Linked DNA regions of Gossypium hirsutum: region 2 is linked to region 1. A link is a contact called in public Hi-C data. All regions are on one chromosome and are shown on one strand. Each heading gives the region's core, a stretch centred on a gene start, on an enhancer-like site or on the middle of the called end of the contact. The rest is flanking DNA. Distances are from core to core; before and after follow the strand shown. Region 1 holds the start of LOC107949838 (ruvB-like 2). Region 2 holds the start of LOC107949828 (NAP1-related protein 1).

Region 1 (5,703 bases), core at 817-3,316:
AAACAACTGATAGAGAGAAGAGGCCAAACAGAAGGCAGTCTCTGAAGTACAAAGACCCTGAAGACCCAGACATCATGCACTGCTTTTGCCGAGACAATCTGGACTTAACTTGCGGAGATTTGTCTGAAATGAAGCAATACAAGCACCAAACACATTTACATCCAATGGACAAACCTGAATTCCATTTCCATCAACTTCTGCAACTTTAATGAACGGTTCTCCATTCAGAGGATCCACAAGTGTGTTCCACGCTGCAGATCCAGTCCATTTACCTTGCACTAAAAACACAAACATTTCATATTACAAGAAATTCCTTGTCTCCGTACTTCATTACAAAACAGTTGTTTCACCTAACCTCTATGCTAACAAAACACGATTCACAGGGGAAAAACATACCCAAGTTTTGTACTTCAGCAGGTTGAGAACCCGATATCCCTTCGGCTTCCACAGTTGCAAAAGGTAAAGAATGAACAGACCTAACATAGAGGAAATTAGGAAATATTAAGAAAAACAATCCACATGAAGTTTTCCATACAAAACATAGTTTCGTCAAGAAAAAACACAACATGAAATTTAAACATCCAAACTTTATGCCCAGCAAAAAAGAAAAAGAAGCAAATAACACATTCAACAAAAGTGGCAAAGAAGTTTCATCACATCATAAGCAATAAAAAAAATGTAAAATTGTCAAATTTTCAATCCAATTATGTACATCAATATATCTACAACGTGTTTTATGAATAAAATTAAACTAACTCTTAGAGCAAAACGCCCTCAAGTTTGAACAGATCAGATTATCACAATCCAAAACTAAACTCTATTGCCACAAGATTTAGTTCCCTGAAAATGGTCACAAAAAGGAAAAAAAAAACAAAACCCAGAATCCCCCCAGCATCTATCATCAAAACCACGGATTAAAAAGAACACATTGACGTACCTAAAAAGATTAGAAGAACTGAACCAAGAAAGAGCCTTGTGGGAAGCTCTGCTTCTGATTTCTCTTTGCAATACAATTCTATGCATTGCGAATGGGCACAAAAGCGTACGCTATTAGAGAGATGAAAAAGCTATGAAACTTTTCAGAGTTTTCAGTGCTTCACTTCCTAAGATATGTGCTTTCGGCACAATTTTACATATATATGGCAATCATAGCGAAATAGGTTTAAGATGTGATCAACCTTCATCAACATTGATGCAGGTGTAGGGTTTCTTTTTTTTGCTTTCCTAATTTCCATTTGGACAAATCAAAATCGGACAAGTTGAATGTTCTACCCTGACAAAGTTTTGATGCAGTACGTAACCCATAAATTAGTAACACTACTATCAACTATCTCACACACGACAAAACCTTATCACGTGCATCCAAGTCATATCAGCATAATTGTGAAATTTCCCCCTAAAATTTTACCTAAATCTTAAAACTCCAATAAAATATTAAAACTCAAATTTGGCTTAATCTGATTTGTTCGTATTAATTTTTTTATTAATTTTTATGAAATTTTTTAAAAATATAAATATATCAAAAATGTTGAAATAAATATTTCTCAATAAATTTAAAATAAATTAAAATAATATGTATATATAACACTAAGATAGGTGTAATTTAACAAGTAAATTCTTTTAAAATAATAATAAAATTAACAATAAAATAAAATAGTGAAAAAACAATAAGAAGATAGCAATAAAAAATATAAAAATAATATTTTATTTTTGTATATTCGGATAAGGTGGGCTTAAACAAAAAAAGTCTTACTCGAGATTTGACCTATTTTTTACATAAACTTTATTTTTTTATTTGAACTCATTTTTCAAATTTATATTTTTATTTAATCCCTTTTACTTGTAACCATGAACTGGTCTAATTACGACTTTTAAGGTTGATTTTTGAGTCAATAATTTGATATGAAAAATTTTAATCATGTGATACAACTTCAAATTATTTCAAAAAATATATATAATATGAATATAAAAAAGATAAAGCACATAAATTATCACTAAAAACAAAATTTACTTTGACAGAAATGCCCTTAAAACAGCCTATTAACCCTAATATAAAACCCTGCCTTGTCTTTCTCAAAACTCTGCAGTCTCTCACAAAACCCTAAGCCCTGCCTTTCCCTTCCTCAATCATCCAATGACGGAGCTGAAACTCTCCGAGAGCCGAGACCTGACCCGAATCGAACGCATTGGGGCTCATTCCCACATACGGGGCCTAGGCCTGGACTCCTCTCTGGAGCCCCGTGACGTCTCGGAAGGAATGGTGGGCCAAGCACAAGCTCGTAAAGCCGCCGGTGTCATCCTCCAAATGATCAAAGACGGTAAAATTGCTGGCCGTGCTATCTTATTAGCGGGACAACCTGGAACTGGCAAAACTGCCATTGCCATGGGCATGGCGAAATCTCTTGGCCTTGAAACCCCTTTCTCGATGCTCTCTGGCAGCGAAATCTTCTCCCTTGAGATGTCGAAAACCGAAGCTTTAATGCAAGCGTTTCGAAAGTCCATCGGAGTAAGAATCAAAGAAGAAACTGAAATAATCGAAGGCGAAGTCGTTGAAATCCAGATTGACCGGCCGGCAGTTTCTGGGGCGGCTTCAAAAACTGGGAAATTAACGCTTAAAACGACGGATATGGAGACCGTTTACGATTTGGGGGCGAAGATGATCGAGGCATTAGGGAAAGAGAAAGTGCAGAGTGGAGATGTGATAGCTATTGATAAAGCTTCAGGAAAAATAACGAAGCTTGGAAGGTCATTTTCAAGGTCGAGGGATTACGATGCTATGGGTCCGCAAACAAAGTTCGTGCAATGTCCAGACGGAGAGTTGCAGAAAAGAAAAGAAGTCGTCCATTCTGTTACGCTTCATGAGATCGATGTTATTAACAGCAGGTAAATTCGAGCTTATCTTTGGCAAAAATGTGTACCCTTTTCCTGATTTGCGGCTTTGTTGCTGTATTTAATATGATTTCTGGAGTCTTTTTTAACTTTTTCTGTAACTAGAATGCGAAGTGGTTCTTCCATTGTTTATCTGTTATTGTTCTGAAATTAGCGTAGAGCTGTTATGAGCTGTTTTGCTTCTGAAGTAAAATATACATAGGTTAACAAAAACTATGCCTGGATGGAGAAACCTGTAACATTTTGGAAGAATTAACCAGTTAGGTGATTTGATTTACATGTTTAAAGCAATCTAGTGATGATTCTATTCTGAAATTGGATGCTGCATGTTAAGAGCTCTGGGTAGGGATGAAGAAGGTTAAACACAATTAGCTTGTAAATAGATGATTCTTCACAATGGCTGTGGGTAGCTTCTTCCAACGTTTATGCCTTATGGACTCAACATATGTAGCGTTCCTTTATACCATCTCTATATATCTTGTGTCATGTTGTTCAAGCAAATGTGATGGTACCATTGGTTTGTGATTATTAGGGAAGAATTTGTGCATGGCAGTTGTCTGGTATGAACATCATAACTTGTTGAAATTTATCTCCCTAGCGTAAAATTTATCCCTAGAAAACATTACTGTGAGGTCAATGTATGTATATCCGGTGCAACTTTTCTTTAGGTAGCATCTTTGTTAGTCTGCCTTATAGGATAATAGACTTAGAGAAGTTTTATGTTGTTTTAAAATAGAAAATCATCTATTTTTAGTCATCATCTCATGTTTCATTATGTTTGAGTTCAGAACCCAGGGATTTCTAGCTCTTTTCACTGGGGATACTGGTGAAATCCGTGCTGAGGTGAGAGAACAAATTGACACGAAGGTGGCAGAGTGGAGGGAGGAAGGGAAGGCTGAAATCGTGCCTGGTGTTCTCTTTATCGATGAGGTGCACATGCTTGATATCGAGTGCTTTTCTTTCCTGAACCGTGCTCTTGAGAATGAGATGGCCCCGATATTAGTCGTTGCTACAAATAGAGGAATAACTTCAATCCGTGGCACAAATTACAAATCCCCTCATGGAATTCCAATTGATCTTCTTGATAGACTACTAATCATCACTACTCAGCCTTATTCTGAGGATGAAATTCGTAAGATTCTAGACATCAGGTGCCAAGAGGAAGATGTAGAGATGTCTGAAGATGCAAAACAACTGTTGACCAAAATTGGGCACGAGACCTCCTTGAGATATGCTATCCATCTGATCACGGCTTCTGCATTGAATTGCCGGAAGCGAAAGGGGATGGTTGTGGAAGTGCAGGACATCACTCGTGTTTACAGTCTATTTCTGGATGTAAGGAGATCAACGCAGTACTTGATGGAGTACCAAAAAGAATACATGTTCAATGAAGCATCAATTGTTGATGGTGGGGATGCTGATGCCATACATGATTGATAGTTCCTTGACTTATGGTTATCCCATGGCGCTACTGCAACTATTATTTGGTAGTTTCACAGTGAATTTTTATGCCATACCGGGTCTTAATCCCGTGGTAGTATCTGTAAATGAAAGTGTTGGATTTACGTCCGGATGAATTTTTGAATTAAAACAAAACTGAACTTCCGTTTTCAATTGTCCTTCAAAGATTAATACCATTGCCTGTGGTCAGGATCAGGATGCTCTGAAAGTTAAGCATGTCAAGTTATAGGTTTTCTACCACGTCTCAGATACTTGTCACACTGTTCTTTGCTATGACTATATCTTGTATGCATGGCAGACACAAGCCTTAAAAGAATCGCATAGAAGCATAATAACAGGAAACATATGAGCAATTCAAGCACTATTTGGCAAACAAATATTTGACTGTGGGGATCAATTGAATGTAATCTAAAACTCCAGCCGTGCGTATGTTTTAGTGACAGTTACAAGGACATCGTTGGTTGAGACTCGCACAAAATTAAGTTGATCTAACTAAATTTCATACCATTATTTATTTATCTACTTCTTAAACCAAAATAATTATAATTTACGAGTATTATAATCTTTATTATTTATTATATTACTGTATTTATTATTTTAAATACTTTTTTATAATAAAATTTTAACATATTTGATTTAATAAATTTTATAATAAATTTTATGACACTTATAAACAAGAACCCTTATTCTATTAAAATATTTTTAGTAAATGATTTTGTATAACAATAAATAAAAATTAAGTTTTATATTAAATTATTTTATATTTATTAGATAAAAAATTACTTCATATTGAGCTATTATGTTTCCATCAACCAATAAAGTAAAAAGAATATATATATATTACTTTTTGTTTTAAATAGCAAATTTAATTATTTATATAATAAGTAACTTTATATTTTATATAAAAAAATTTATAGATAATACATTTATATAATTTAGTATATTATAATTATATTAATTATACGAACTATTATGATTAATTTATTAATTATTAAAAAATAGAATAGGGAAGAATTTAATTTACACTATATCAATTTTTATAGTTTGTGCAAATGATTTAATAACAAATATGAATATTTCGTGAGGAATATATTTTTAATGATTAAAACAATTACTTATTGTTTTAAATAATACGATCCGATCTCATTGATTTCGAGTCGTATTTGCGTTGCCCGATCGTTGACAAGAAAGTATCGTTTCAATTAGCAAGTTGTTTATAGTTGGGTAAGTATAGGGAAATATCAATGAAAGTTAGGTTTAAAATTGGTTAAGTGTTGAAAATAGGTTCAACTAACAAGGAATTAAAAGAAAGTTGATAGTTTTTGGATGGAATGGAAAGAAATGGTTCTCAAG
Region 2 (6,442 bases), core at 2,905-5,404, 330 kb after region 1:
TATTTATCTCGGTGTTGTCATCAATTAACAACATTATCAGTAGATACAATTGATTGAGGTAATAAAGTATGTATAATATAATTAAATAATAAATATTATTATAAAATAAAATTTTAATTTAGTGATATGGTTAATGTTTTATTGATGTGAATAGTAGGGGTTTAAATTTAATCATATGCAAATTTTTATTGTTTTTTTTTAAATACAAAGATTAGAATACACTTTAATAATATAAATTATTGAAATAAATATTAAATTTATAAATGAACTTTTCTCTGATGTATAATTTGATACATGAACTTCGATTTGATGCATTGCGGTTCATATGTATACATGAAGCTTTGATTTTGATTTAATTGTGCATGTAATGGCCCAAATTCAAGGTTATCGGAATAGTGGTTTTGTAACCACAAATCCGATTTAAAGAGAAATCTATTTTAATATTTTTGCATGAATATTGACATGATAGGAAAATCGTATGAAAATATCGATAGAAAAATTTTACCGATTTAGTGGTTAGTTATAAAAAGAAATTATTGAAAAAATTGGGTAAAAATAAGGTATCGAGACCTCGATCTCGTAAAACCGAGTCAAAAATATTTTTATAATTATTTATGAAATGTTAGTAATATGGTATTAAAATTTTGTTAGAAATTTTTAATGTTTGGGTAGTCAATTAAGTAAAAAGGACTAAATTAAAAAAAGGTGTAAAAGTTACTAAAAGGATTAAATAGTTCAATTGTTAAATGAGGAGGGAATAAATTACAAATAAGCCCAAAAGGAGATATTTTGGACGGCATAAGCTGAGAAAAATAAGGAGAATTGAAGAATTAAGGGTAAAATTGAAATATTGCAAAATTTACTTTAAAAGTTAGGACTAAAGTGGAATTATCTAGATTTCTCTTTATTTTTCTGCATTCTCATCAGTAAAAAACGTCCTAAGGGTTTCTTCAAGCTGGTTTTTCATAATTTTTGCACCAAGTGAGTTAATCCTTGCCTTTTTCTTGTAATTGTTGTGTTTCTAAGACTTTTACAACTAGGTCCTATTACTAAATTCATTAGTTTTTGATTTTATGAATGAAATTGAAAGTTGCTATGAATATGTTCTGGAATTTTATGATGAAATAGCATGAAATTGAAGCTTTAATTTGTTTATGAGATGATTTTATTAGGTAATTTCAATAGAAATTGATTTGTAGGACCTAATTGTGAAAAGGTTTGGAATTAAAGTCTAGTACTAAAATTCTGATTTCCAAAGCTTATAAAGTAGTTTAAAGTGATGGGATAAAGTGTTAATTGAGAAAAAAAAGCAGCTCAATTGAGAGGTTAATTGAGTAGGGATGAAATTATCATTTATTGAAAGCTTAGGGAAAAATGGTAATTAACATCATGCACTAACACAGTTTTGGACAGCAGCAGTAGTCTAACTTTGAAAAATCACTAAAAATTGTAGAGATCGAATTAGAGGGTGAAAAAAATGTGAAATTAAAGCTTATTGAGTCTAGTTTCTTATAAAAGAAACGGTGTAAGTAATATAATTGTAAATCATGAGATATAATAGATTTTGTGACACAAGGTCAGAATGAATTCGGGTTCCCCTGTTCTGACTTTGGAAAATCATCAAAAATTGGATAAAAATAATTAGGAGCTTAAATTTATATGTTTAAAATTCTTAATGAGTCTATTTTCAAAAGAAACAAGCGATAACATCATCCGAATTCTGTACAATAAGATAATTAACTTTTAGTGAAGAGAGGTCGGAACTGTCAAATAGTGAAACAGGGGAAACTTTAAAGAATAAACTGTACTTATTGGCTAAACCAAAAATTCTGAAATTTTATGATAAGAATATATGTGAGTCTAGTTTCAGGGAAAATTAGCGGATCTTAATTTTGAGTTCCGTAGCTCAAGATATAAATAATTTAGTGACTGTAACTCAACAAGACAGCTTTGAATGCACTATAAATAATAATGGAATTATAGAGAATGTTACACATGAACATGAAATGTATTAGACTAATGATTAAATTTATTTATTTAGATCCAGAAAATTCAAATACGAAGCTAGATCGAGGAAAAGAAAAAGTTCGGGATTAGTAGATTTTTGTTTACGAACAAGTATCGAGGTAAGTTCGTGTAACTTGAATTATATTCTTAAATGCTTGAAATGTTTGTTATTAATGTGAATATGATTTGAATGTTCATTATATGAAAATTGATGAAACACTGATATATTTGATAAAAAGGGGAAGAAATCCCGGTTGAATGGAAGGAAAATTCGATGGATCTCTGAAAAGGAATTAACGGTAAAAAGGATCTAGCCCGGACGGGTGATCGTATCCTGATATAGCCCTCCCGAAGAATATGTGGAAAATGAATTAAGCCTGGACGGGTAATCCGAGTTAGGGTTTGAATTTAGCCTAGATTGGTAATTCAGATCCAAGCTCATTAGAGTAATTGCCATTGCAGGGGATTTAGCCTGGACTAGTAATCCCGATAATACTCTATGAGTTTATATTACAGGGGATTTAGCCTGGACTGGTAATCCCGCTGTAAGGATGAGGTTCGCGGGAGTGTGCTCTCTGAAATGGAAATGTGCGCACATAAAATATGAATTGACGGACCTGGATTTGTACACTAAAGTGTACCCCTGAAAATCCATCGAAATTCCAAGTAGTTCAGCTGGATAAATATGGAAAAATAACAAGGGAATGGAAATCATGGTATTGATGAGCTCATCAATCATGGTATAAATTATTGATACATGGAAATTATTGGACAAATTTGAATGTTGAGTTTGTGCATGATAAGGGAAAAATGTATGGAATGAGTGTATGAATGTTCATTGCATTGTATTGAAAATATTAAGTAAGTATAATTCTTATTACATGAACTTACTAAGCACAAAGTGCTTACCCTGTTTCCTTTTCCCCTGTTTTGTAGTGTTAAGAGCTCGGAAGTCGGATTTGGTCGGAGACGCATCACACTATCAACCTCAAGATCTCGGTATATAAAGAAACTTTATTTTGGAAATCAATGACATGTATAAGCTAGTAAAGTAAATGTTAATGTAAAATGAATGTATGGTTAGCCATTGGTATGGCTAACAAATTTTGGTTTTGGTTTGTGATGAGGTTATCTTATGAATATGTTAAATCTGTCTTGAAAATATGTTGAAATGGATTGGTTGTGTTGGATTGGTCTCGGTTTAAAATTGCAGGGAAGATTAAATACTTGTAAAGGGGTTATATTGAATTCAAAAAAAAAATGATAAAATCTAGTAATGCCTCATACCCCATTTCAGCGATGAATACGGGTAGGGGGTATTACAGTGCACATTTATTTTTATGTTGGATTAATATAATTGTTTGTACATGCCATATATCAAACATCAAATGGTGGTAATTCGATAGCATTGTTAGTGATTTATGAAAATTAAATCAAATAAAATTTTCTTGTATAAAGTCACACAAAATCAAAGCTAATATATGAAATTGCACATTGGATCAAAATTCATATATAATTTTGATATTTATCTCTAACTTATTTTAATTATAAAAGGTCATTTTCATAATTTTCTTAATTGAGTTGGTGCTCGATTGATTCATGATACTAATTTAGTCAGGGGATTAAATAATAAGTACAGGTATATAATTGATGGAGGTAATAAGACATGCAAAGTATAATTTAAATGAAAAAAATTACATTAAAATTGTTTAGGGGTAAGATTAATGTTTAGTAACCTAAATAGTAGGGTTCAAATTTGACTAGAAGTAATTTTTTAATTAATTTTAGATAATATAATTTATTTTAATTACGTAAAGACATTGTCATAATTGATTATAATTATGGAAATATATTTATATAATTTTTTAATCATATTAGTATTTGAATCAGGATGGATAATGAAATATAAAGAATTAAAAGAAAAATTGGAGTGGTTTTAGTTTTTTTATATTTATACAAAGATATCAAGGTTTCTAATGTAAGCCAACCAACCTTATGGACACTACGGCAAGGCACCGAGAAGATTCCATATCCGAATATCAGATACTACTCTCAATTTCTCAAAACTAAATGACCTTAATACCCCATAACGGCCACGTTTCAGCTTATGATTGATTCATTTGTAAATACCCAAAAATATCCCAACTGAGCGGATATAAACTCCCAAAACCCTAACATTCTCCCCTCTTTCTCTCTCTCAGTCACTTTTGTCCCCCGTGGATATCAGAGGGAAAACACAAAAACTAGGGTTTTAGAGAGAACGGGAGCCAAAGTGAGAGAGAAGAGGCAGAAATTTTTAGTAGTAGGGTTTTATTATATTGCTTCTCTAGGGTTTAGAAAATGGTGGCCGACAAAGGAAAGAAGATGAAAGTAGCAGAGAAAGTAGAGGAAGAGAACCATGAACAAATAGATGGAGACCTCGTCATTTCCATCGAGAAGCTTCAAGAGATCCAAGATGAGCTTGAGAAGGTTCATTTTTATCTACATGCCGCTTTTTCATTTATAATACACGCTGATTTTCTTTTCTTTTTCTTTCTCGCTTGTTTAAGGTGTATGTGCTGGAAAATTAGCAAAATTTAGAACTTTTTTAATAAAAATTTGGATTTCCCTTTGTTTTTTTATGGTATAATGTTAATTGAATGTTGTTTTAAATGTCAAAGTATTGAATTTGCTGTAATTTCAATTGTGGGTCAATGCCATAAATGTTTTATATGTATATTTATTTGGTAGTCACTTTAGATTATTATGTCTTATCGCGGAGAAGGTGATTTAATGTTGATTGCTGATTCCTGTATCTGATCTTCTATGTAGTATGATTGAGTCCTTTAATGTTTTCTTCCTTGTATCTAAGTGTCCCCTAGCTTTGTTAAGCACGATTTTTTTCGTGTGTGAAGTTACTTCGGATTATCATGCCTTATTGTGGAGCAGGTGATTTAATGTGGCTATGCTTTGCTTAGGAGCGTGCTGATGAAGTGGTAAATTGTCACATATGGTGTTTCTGATTTTAAGTTTTTCGGTCCTGTTTATTATTTTTTGGTTGTAGATCAATGAAGAGGCAAGCGAGAAAGTCTTGGAAGTGGAGCAGAAATACAATGAGGTTCGCAAGCCGGTCTATGATAAGCGGAATGAAATCATCAATTCAATTCCTGATTTCTGGTTAACAGCTGTAAGTGATTCTATTCTTTCCTTTTTAATGAGGTAGACAATTTGTTAAATTTGTTTACATATTCAGAAGAACATATTAAATTGACTTGCATTTTTCATGTGCAGTTCTTGAGCCATCCTGCTCTTGGTGATCTTTTGACTGAAGAGGACCAGAAGGTTTAAAGTCACTTCTTTCCCAAAGTGAAATTATCATTTTTTACTTATTTTACTTTCCAACATTGATTTTTGATTTTATTTTTCTTATAGATGTTTCTTGATGTTTGCCTGCATTTTGTGAATTCTTTCTTATTTATAAATCTTCTTCTTTTCAATTATTTTCTTGATAGATATTCAAATATATTAACTCACTTGAAGTGGAGGATTTTAAAGATCTGAAATCTGGATACACTATCACATTTGTAAGTTTATCCATATTCCTATTCTTACCTTATTTTTGGTGATTGAAGTTGATCTTAATTTCATTTGCTTGCACTCAACTACTGTTAGAAGAAACATAATTCATGCTCTAATGTATCTGATGATTTGTTGACTGGCTTTAATTTTTCAGAACTTCAATTCCAATCCATACTTTGAAAATACAACACTTACGAAGACCTTTACCTTCCTCGATGATGGAACCAAAATTACCGCTACCCCAATCAAGTGGAAAGAGGGCAAGGTCAGAGTTTCTCCTCTTTTGATGACTATTCTGCTTCTTGTTTCCTGTTTTCCTTGGATATCAAATGAAATTATTTTCCTTAAATGTTAAGGGCTTGCCAAATGGAGTTAATCATGAGAAGAAAGGAAACAAGCGACAACTTGCTGAAGAAAGGTTTGTTTATTATACCCGTCAATCAATTTTTCTCAGGCTTAGGACTTGAGTAACATTAGACCTGAGATCAGTTTATTAATATCTCCATGCTGTGAAATGCAGTCACTTTGTGTGGTGTGCAGTGTTATAAGAGTTGGATTGGTGGTCGAACTAGTCAGACTGCCGGTTCCTAGTTCAACCAATCGAACCACCGGTTGAGCAATAGTTAAATAAATAATAAAAGGATAAAAAAATTCACAACTGATTGGACCGCCTTTTTCCAGTCATGGTTCCCAGTTTTTTACCAGTTCATAGCAGTTTGCTCTATTTGTGGTTATATATCACTGTTGAACTGGTTGGACCTCTGGTTCCCGGTTCAACCGGCTGGTCCAGTCTGGTTCTGACAATACTGGTGGTGTTTTTATAACTGCTATGTATTTATATATCTATGTATGTATATATTTGAAATTTCTTATAACA

Evidence for each region. Hi-C and Micro-C count contacts between places; a contact is called where the count stands out from the background.
Region 2: a Hi-C map of leaf shows a contact between it and region 1, with 2.1 times the contacts expected there. The contact joins the promoter of LOC107949828 here to the promoter of LOC107949838 in region 1. A contact is called at or near these places in 2 of 34 Hi-C or Micro-C datasets (both in leaf).

Annotation. Positions count from the first base shown.
Region 1 is chrD03:37,651,799-37,657,501 of Gossypium_hirsutum_v2.1, forward strand. LOC107949838 (ruvB-like 2) reads left to right here and starts at 2,067. Exons shown (of 2, transcript XM_016884612.2): 1 at 2,067-2,883; 2 at 3,678-4,503. The coding sequence starts at 2,135. The coding sequence ends at 4,326. It overlaps LOC107949839 (delta-1-pyrroline-5-carboxylate dehydrogenase 12A1, mitochondrial), which reads right to left and starts at 1,268. Exons shown (of 16, transcript XM_016884613.2): 1 at 938-1,268; 2 at 397-476; 3 at 175-278. The coding sequence starts at 1,023.
Region 2 is chrD03:37,979,153-37,985,594 of Gossypium_hirsutum_v2.1, forward strand. LOC107949828 (NAP1-related protein 1) reads left to right here and starts at 4,155. Exons shown (of 11, transcript XM_016884600.2): 1 at 4,155-4,476; 2 at 5,051-5,173; 3 at 5,278-5,328; 4 at 5,499-5,570; 5 at 5,720-5,830; 6 at 5,922-5,983. The coding sequence starts at 4,348.